2 separate regions of the Arachis hypogaea genome follow, and region 1 is linked to region 2. Evidence: chromatin contacts called from public Hi-C data. All regions are on one chromosome and are shown on one strand. Each heading gives the region's core, a stretch centred on a gene start, on an enhancer-like site or on the middle of the called end of the contact. The rest is flanking DNA. Distances are from core to core; before and after follow the strand shown. Region 1 has its middle 13 kb from the start of LOC112798336. Region 2 holds the start of LOC112795843 (DUF21 domain-containing protein At4g14240-like).

Evidence for each region. Hi-C and Micro-C count contacts between places; a contact is called where the count stands out from the background.
Region 1: a contact with region 2 is called in a Hi-C map of an unstated tissue, with 10 times the contacts expected there. The contact joins the enhancer-like site here to the promoter of LOC112795843 in region 2. A contact is called at or near these places in 4 of 8 Hi-C or Micro-C datasets (leaf and an unstated tissue).

Annotation. Positions count from the first base shown.
Region 1 is chr4:4,043,452-4,046,927 of arahy.Tifrunner.gnm2.J5K5, reverse strand. No RefSeq gene overlaps it. Among protein-coding and RNA genes, the nearest start is that of LOC112798336, 13 kb to the left of the region's middle. Within about 2 kb of position 1,372, at least 3 of the 3 cell types and tissues checked have open chromatin away from gene starts, as enhancers often do.
Region 2 is chr4:3,979,701-3,983,298 of arahy.Tifrunner.gnm2.J5K5, reverse strand. LOC112795843 (DUF21 domain-containing protein At4g14240-like) reads left to right here and starts at 1,385. Exons shown (of 13, transcript XM_025838028.3): 1 at 1,385-1,752; 2 at 1,849-1,925; 3 at 2,354-2,437; 4 at 2,533-2,646; 5 at 3,140-3,223; 6 at 3,344-3,415. The coding sequence starts at 1,509.

The sequences.
Region 1 (3,476 bases), core at 123-2,622, 64 kb before region 2:
AGTTCTTTATAGTTTATTTTTTTTTGTTTGCACCAGGTATCCATCAAGTTGAAAGCTCAATGATTAATTTTTCGGGGGAGTGGATCTTCTCCCGTGAAAAAAAACTAGATAGTGTTAATTATGATCTTTTACCTTTTATTGTTTTCTCTCTCATATTTAATTTTGGCCCCACTTATAAAATTAATGGTAAGAGATCACACTGTATTTCTTTAAGTATTGAAAAAATTGGAGAGGATCCATTTCCTTCTTCAGGTACTGTAAAGATACACAACGTGAGTGATCTTCTCAAACAAACAAACTCCATTCTCATCTTTCAGTGAATATCAAATCTGAAAAAGATGGTTAAAAGACACAAACCTTCATAAAAACCTAAAAATGGTTGGGCCTTGAGTCTTGGGCCTTGGGCAAATGAGTGGATTCCAAGAGATAGAGCACCAATAGAGTCGGTGTTAAGACCTTCTATCCCATTATTGACTGACACTTTCACCCACAGCTTGCATAAATTGGAAGGACAATAATAATACCAACTATGAACACCATGGCCCATGCATATGTAGGACCTCACTCTAATATCTTGTTAATTTTTATTACAAATTTTTATATGCTCTAATTCACCTATTAATGAACCAAGTTGGGTTGGTCTAGTAGTTAGTTCACTAGTCCGCTTAAGCAAGGTCGGGGGTTCGAATCCCGCCTTGTGTATGCAGTAACCTATTGGCCAGCGACAAACTCTTAAATAGAGCTCAGTACCGCGACGGATTAGTCCTTGCCCTGTCGGGCCGAAAAATACCGTGAGAAACAAAAAAAAAAAACCGCATAAGAGGCCAATCCTATTAAACTGTGGTCACATTTTTTTATTGAGTTATCATGGTCTTTCACAAATTAAAAATATCATACATCATATTTATGATAAGTATATGATTAAAAATTTATAAAAATCAATTTGAATCAATTAAATAATTAGTGTATTCATTCATTCAAGTAAATATTAGTTTTACATATTATTTTGTGCATATAATAATTTATTTGTCAATAATAAATCTTTAAATAAAGAGTACATCTGTTATAAATTAGTCATTAATTTATAAGATCGAAAAATACCGGTAGAGAATAATTAATAATTGAATATACATCAACATGAATAATTAAATTGAAGCAACACAAACAAAACCCTACTAATTTTAGTGTTTCAAGAAGACAAGTCATTGAATGAGGTGCACTCTGGACTCTTGTACACACTACACATACAACTTTTTTTTGTTATTTTTTTTTGGATGTGAACTTTTTTTTTGTCATTGAGAGGTTATAAATATAAGAAAAGAAGCGAGAGTATTCAATTAACCCATTGAGTCAAGCCCAAAAGTAAAATCAGAGGACGGTATGGGCCTGTAGGCCTCCTTATTTTTTTTGTGAGTATCTAAAATCTTGATGAATTCTCTTGACAAAAAAAAAATCTTGATGAATTCTGGATCATTGGAATATCACAATATCTAAAGTTGAAAAATCAGAATAATGCTCATTTGACAAATAAAATATGAACTTTCACAATCCCACATTTCATATATTAGATGTATAGTGTTGTTGATTGTTATCCCACTTTCAATTGTCAGATTAGTATTTTTCAAATACTTAATGATTAATTCCTGCCAAAAAGAAAAAAGGACTTGACTGGTTATATGTATTTGTAGATGAAGCATGCACGTTTATACTAGTAAGTACTAAGAACTATAGTATGACGGTATAAGCTTTAATTGAGTTTTATTTGGTTATTTATTTATTTATATATTTGGCCTGCCAAGAAAATGAGTGTTCGTTATTTTAGGTCATACCAAGCAACTATACACTTTAATTGGCATATTAGTTACATAGATATATGTAGGCATCCATGTCTTTCAGCCATCCAACAAGATGCTGAAAAAAATCAACATATTGAGATTTGAGACATAAACGGCACAAGAATTTGATAAAACCGAACAAGATAGCTAGGTACCAAACTCATCAGTTCAATTAAAGTCATATTTGAAATAATAATAATCATATTAATGACGGAAATTCGTGAAATCAACTACTAGTTAACCAATGGATCGGGTCAATTACAACCCGTTCCACTTTTTGTCACAATATATATATATATATATATATATATATATATATATATATATATATATATATTAAGTTTGTATAATCTCTAAATATAATCTTAAATTAATAGAATTGAGTAGGAGATTAGGGGAATAGGAGTGTCAACAATATTTAGGAGGCGGGGATCCTGTCGGCACTATCTCAAATGGGATCCTAATGATGAGAAATTTTTTTCGTTGAAATAGAGATGAGGAGCGAAATTTTCACGAGATAGGCGCGGAGACCCGAGCGAAAATCTCCGTTCCATTTTTGATAATTTTCCAAATTTTTAAACTTACTTAATAACTCCACGACGGAAAACAAAACGAAAACGGAGATTAATTTTAGAAGCAGAAACAAAAAATAGAGAGACATTTCCCATTTCACTCTCGTTCTGTCCCGTTGACATTCTTAGAATTGAGTACCTAACTTTTATATATAAATAGAACGAGACCGGCTTTGGAAGTGTTAATTGGATCACACCTTCGTTGCTAGAACTAAATAATTAGCCACAACATAATTTTTCGTATTACAAATTACTTAAATTCCAAGGGATAAAATTAAATAAAATTAACCGTTCGTGAGCGTGAAAAGAAGGGGAATAATGTTGGAAAAACACCCAACATGACACAAACATATGACACCGAGATATACGTTTATATCAAGATAGAAAAATTCTTATAAATTTTAATTTGATGTCGAAATTAAATTGCATATCCACGTTTTATTTTATTTTATTTTTTAATAATATTATCATTATCGAGTGGAATCCTTTGAAATTCGTTTGTGCTGCATAGCATATATATGGTTGTGATTCATATATATTGATATATAGGGGCCGGTTATATATCTTATTATATATGTAGGTAGCTTTGCTCTACTTTTAAAATGAAGAGAAAAATATGACTTATGGGGCCTGCAATATATAATAAGTGTACAATTAATATAAGAATTTAATTTTAATATATTATTAATATAAAGTAGTATTTTGTATTTTAATAAAAATAATTATATTTTATATTAATTGCATAAATAATCATACATAAAAATAATATAATTAAATAATTATATAAAATATTTTATATTATTAATATATTAAAATTAAAATTTTAATATAATTTGTTTATTTAAAAGTTTGAAGTTTGAACACTATTTTCACCGTTCTAATTACCAAAAAAGAACCAGCCACATGAATCATAATGCACTCAAAGCCTAATCTCCCAAACCCACATTCTCATGATTCTTCTTAGCCATGAGCGTTCGCCAATCATGTATGTAGTTTTTTTTTTTTAAAAGATAATTAAATCATTATTCAACTTATTTTATCCATTTCAGTATTTCACTATCACAATTTT
Region 2 (3,598 bases), core at 136-2,635:
TTCACATTATCTCATCATTGATGTATCCACGGTAATACAATTGACTTGACATATGAATTTTAGCTCACATTTTTATACTCTGCCATGCGTTTCATGTGGTGTTGTGTTTCTCCATATTTGAATGTGAATCCTCATTTTCTTTGACATAGATGTTCCAATCTAGTAAAATCTATAACACGTCAAAGTTCCACTTATTGTCACACTATTTCAAATTAGACTTGAAACTGAAAACAACAAAATTTTAAAAAAATTTCAAATCTACTTAATATATTAGTGTTACAATCATTTTAACCATTAATTTTAATTAATATATTATATATTTTTTATAATTGAGATCAATAGTTAAAACTATTAGAATATCAGTATTTTATATATATTTAAAAAATGTTCAAATATACGTGTAAGCATGGTTAAAAAAATTGTTGATGAATAACGATGAAGATATTACTATTCTTGCATATGGATATCCTGAGAAAAACTCGGCTCTTAAGAGTCGTATCGAACTATAGCCTTCAACACTAAATTTACAAGTTTTGGTGGTTCGAACTTTTTGTCCGAAAGTGTATCACGTTTGTGGAGAAAACAAATAAAATGGGGTGAGTACCTGTAAAGGCATTCCAATGTTTAAATTAGTATTCGAAATCCAATGTGTCTAGGGAAAATACTTTTACCTTCTTTATATAAAAAGAGGTGTTTTTACAGTTTCATTGATTATGATTATGCTATTAAAAGGCAATTATATTGCATTCGGCCGTTATAATACTCGACTAGCTGTTTTGTTATAAATTGTGCCGTTAAGATAAGTTATGACTCATTAAGTCGATTTGTAACGTGCAAATTATATCATTGAATTGTAATAGTCATATCATAATTCCAAGTTTAGTCTAAGAATATTTTTAATGAAACAAGTTGAATTTTTGATGAGTTATAATTCGACGAGTAGAATAGTTACAAAACTCCTAATTCAACATACTTTATTAAAAATATTTGTGGGGATATTACTATTACAATCCTTACTATACATATTAGAAAGGATTCTATATTCCATTCTTGAGATTTGAACTTTAGTGCAGCTTGATGAGAGACAGACTTATGAGTTTGTGAGTGTGGTATTATTATGACCCAAAAACAAATTGTTTTTTTTCCTACACAAATGGCCCAACAGGCCTAGAAGAAAGAAAAAGGGAAGAACAAAATCTGAAAGTAGCATCAAGAAAGTCGATTCCCAATAATTGGGCTCCGTGTTCCATGATGATATAAGACTTAACGGCCAGGATTCGTCAATGGCGAGATGGAAGGCCTCCGTGATCGTCCGTTTTGGTCCACGTCAACAAGTGGAATATCCATGCATCCTAACAAAAAACGTCCCTCGCCTCCTAAACGCGCCACGTGTCTAACGAGCGACGAGTCAGTTGCAACTGCAAACTGAAGTACGAACGAAAGCTTATGAAGGAAGAAGAAAACTTTAAAGAACCAGAAAAAGAAACTGAAGAAGAAGAAGAAGAAGAATGATGAATAATGTGGTGAACGCGTTGATGGTGACTCGGTTTCTGACTCGGAACCAACTCAGCGGCCACGAGGGAGGCATTCCGTTCGGATCGGTGTGGTGGTTCATTTACGCCGGACTCTCGTGCTTCTTCGTTCTCTTCGCCGGAATAATGTCCGGATTAACCCTAGGTCTCATGTCTCTCGGCCTCGTCGACCTCGAGATCCTTCAACGCAGTGGTTCTCCTACCGAGAAAAAGCAAGCAGGTTCATTTACTCGTTGCCTGCGTCATTCAATTTCTCCGATTCCGAGATTTTCGAATACTCAATGTGATTTTTGCGTTTTTTTTCTTTTGTGTACAGCGACTATAATTCCCGTGGTTAAGAAACAACACCAGCTTCTGGTGACTCTGCTTCTGTGTAATGCAGCTGCCATGGAGGTAACTGAATTAATGCTCCTTCTTTTTCATGCTAGATTTTTCACTGGAATTTGGAATATTGACGTTGTTAGTTCAAGAATGTGGTGGTTTATTGGACAAAATCACTGAGGAGAGCTTATACTTATAGGTAGAACAGAACTGTAGAAGTGATTAAATTAGAAAAAAATAGAACACCATCATAATATAATATAATATAATACAATATTATAATGTGGATCAGACACATTATGGTTTATTATGTGCTATGCTTATTTGGATCACTCGTTTAAAATGGTTTTGATGATGGATGAATTGGAATTGCTCTGCATGTGGAATCTGCATTTTTTTGGATTTTGGAGTCATTGCTTAGTGACCCGCATTCAAATATCTGAATGATATTTTTAATGCATACATACGCTTACGTTGACTTTGAAAGTTGTAATCTGCAGGCGCTTCCGTTATACTTGGATAAGTTGTTCAATCAATTTGTTGCCATCATTCTCTCTGTGACTTTTGTTCTGTTTTTTGGGGAGGTATGTCAATGTCAGCGATTTAGCTTCAACACTTTTGTCCAATGAATATTCTTTCTCCTTTTTCTTCAAATCTTACTTTTTCCCTCTGATTTCAGGTCATTCCACAGGCAATTTGCAGTAGATATGGGCTTGCTGTAGGGTCCAACTTCGTATCTCTTGTGCGAGTTTTAATGATAATATGTTACCCAATTGCTTATCCCATTGGAAAGGTGACTTATCATTCATAGGCTGAAGTACCAATTCTTTTGTGTTCAGAAGTGTTAATCTCAATGATATATCCATTAACCTGTAAAATTAATTTTCATTGGATAATCATTTAGCCAGTATATTATAACTGAGAAAAGAACAAACAAGTAGAAATGAATAGATATCATCTCAAAATATTTCTATATAAATTTTGATAGAAGTTTCATATAGATATATGATGTATTATGCTTAGTGTGCTAGCAAATGAGCACTATTTAATTCCTTTTCGATTAAGTCAAATTCACAAGTCTTGTGTTTTGTTGATGCTGTCCATGAAGAGCGGAAATGTTTTATGCTGGTTGTCAACTGTTTAATACGAATCTCCTCTTAGATTGGCTTTGCAAAAGATTTGAGATAAAGCACAACATAGGCAGAGTTAACTTGCACAATGACAGAATTTATCTTAGTCATGCCTACAGATGATCCTTTTTCTCACTGATCTTTTTTTTTTCCCAGGTTCTAGATTTCCTGTTGGGACATAATGAGGCTTTATTTAGGCGGGCACAGTTAAAAGCTCTCGTCTCCATCCACAGCAAGGAGGTACAATTGCCTTAATGATGGAATCAGTCATACCAGCATTGATGAAGTTATCCGAATGTACCGGTATTGTTAATCCTTCATCGTGTTTGATCCGTAAATGTTGGATTTTCTTGTTTTCAGGCTGGGAAAGGTGGTGATCTTTCACATGACGAGACAACAATTATCAGTGGAGCTCTAGATTTAACTGAAAAGGTATGTTTGCAAATTGCAACTAAGCCTTACTTCAGTATACTCTTTCCTGTGCAGTAGAGTTTTCTTTTTCCTGTATTCTGTTTCATTATCAAATATCATGTATGCTGTTGACTTGTGCAAGGAATATTTTCTTCACACTTTTTGCAGAAGGCTTCTAAATAACACTATTTTTCTTCTTCCTTA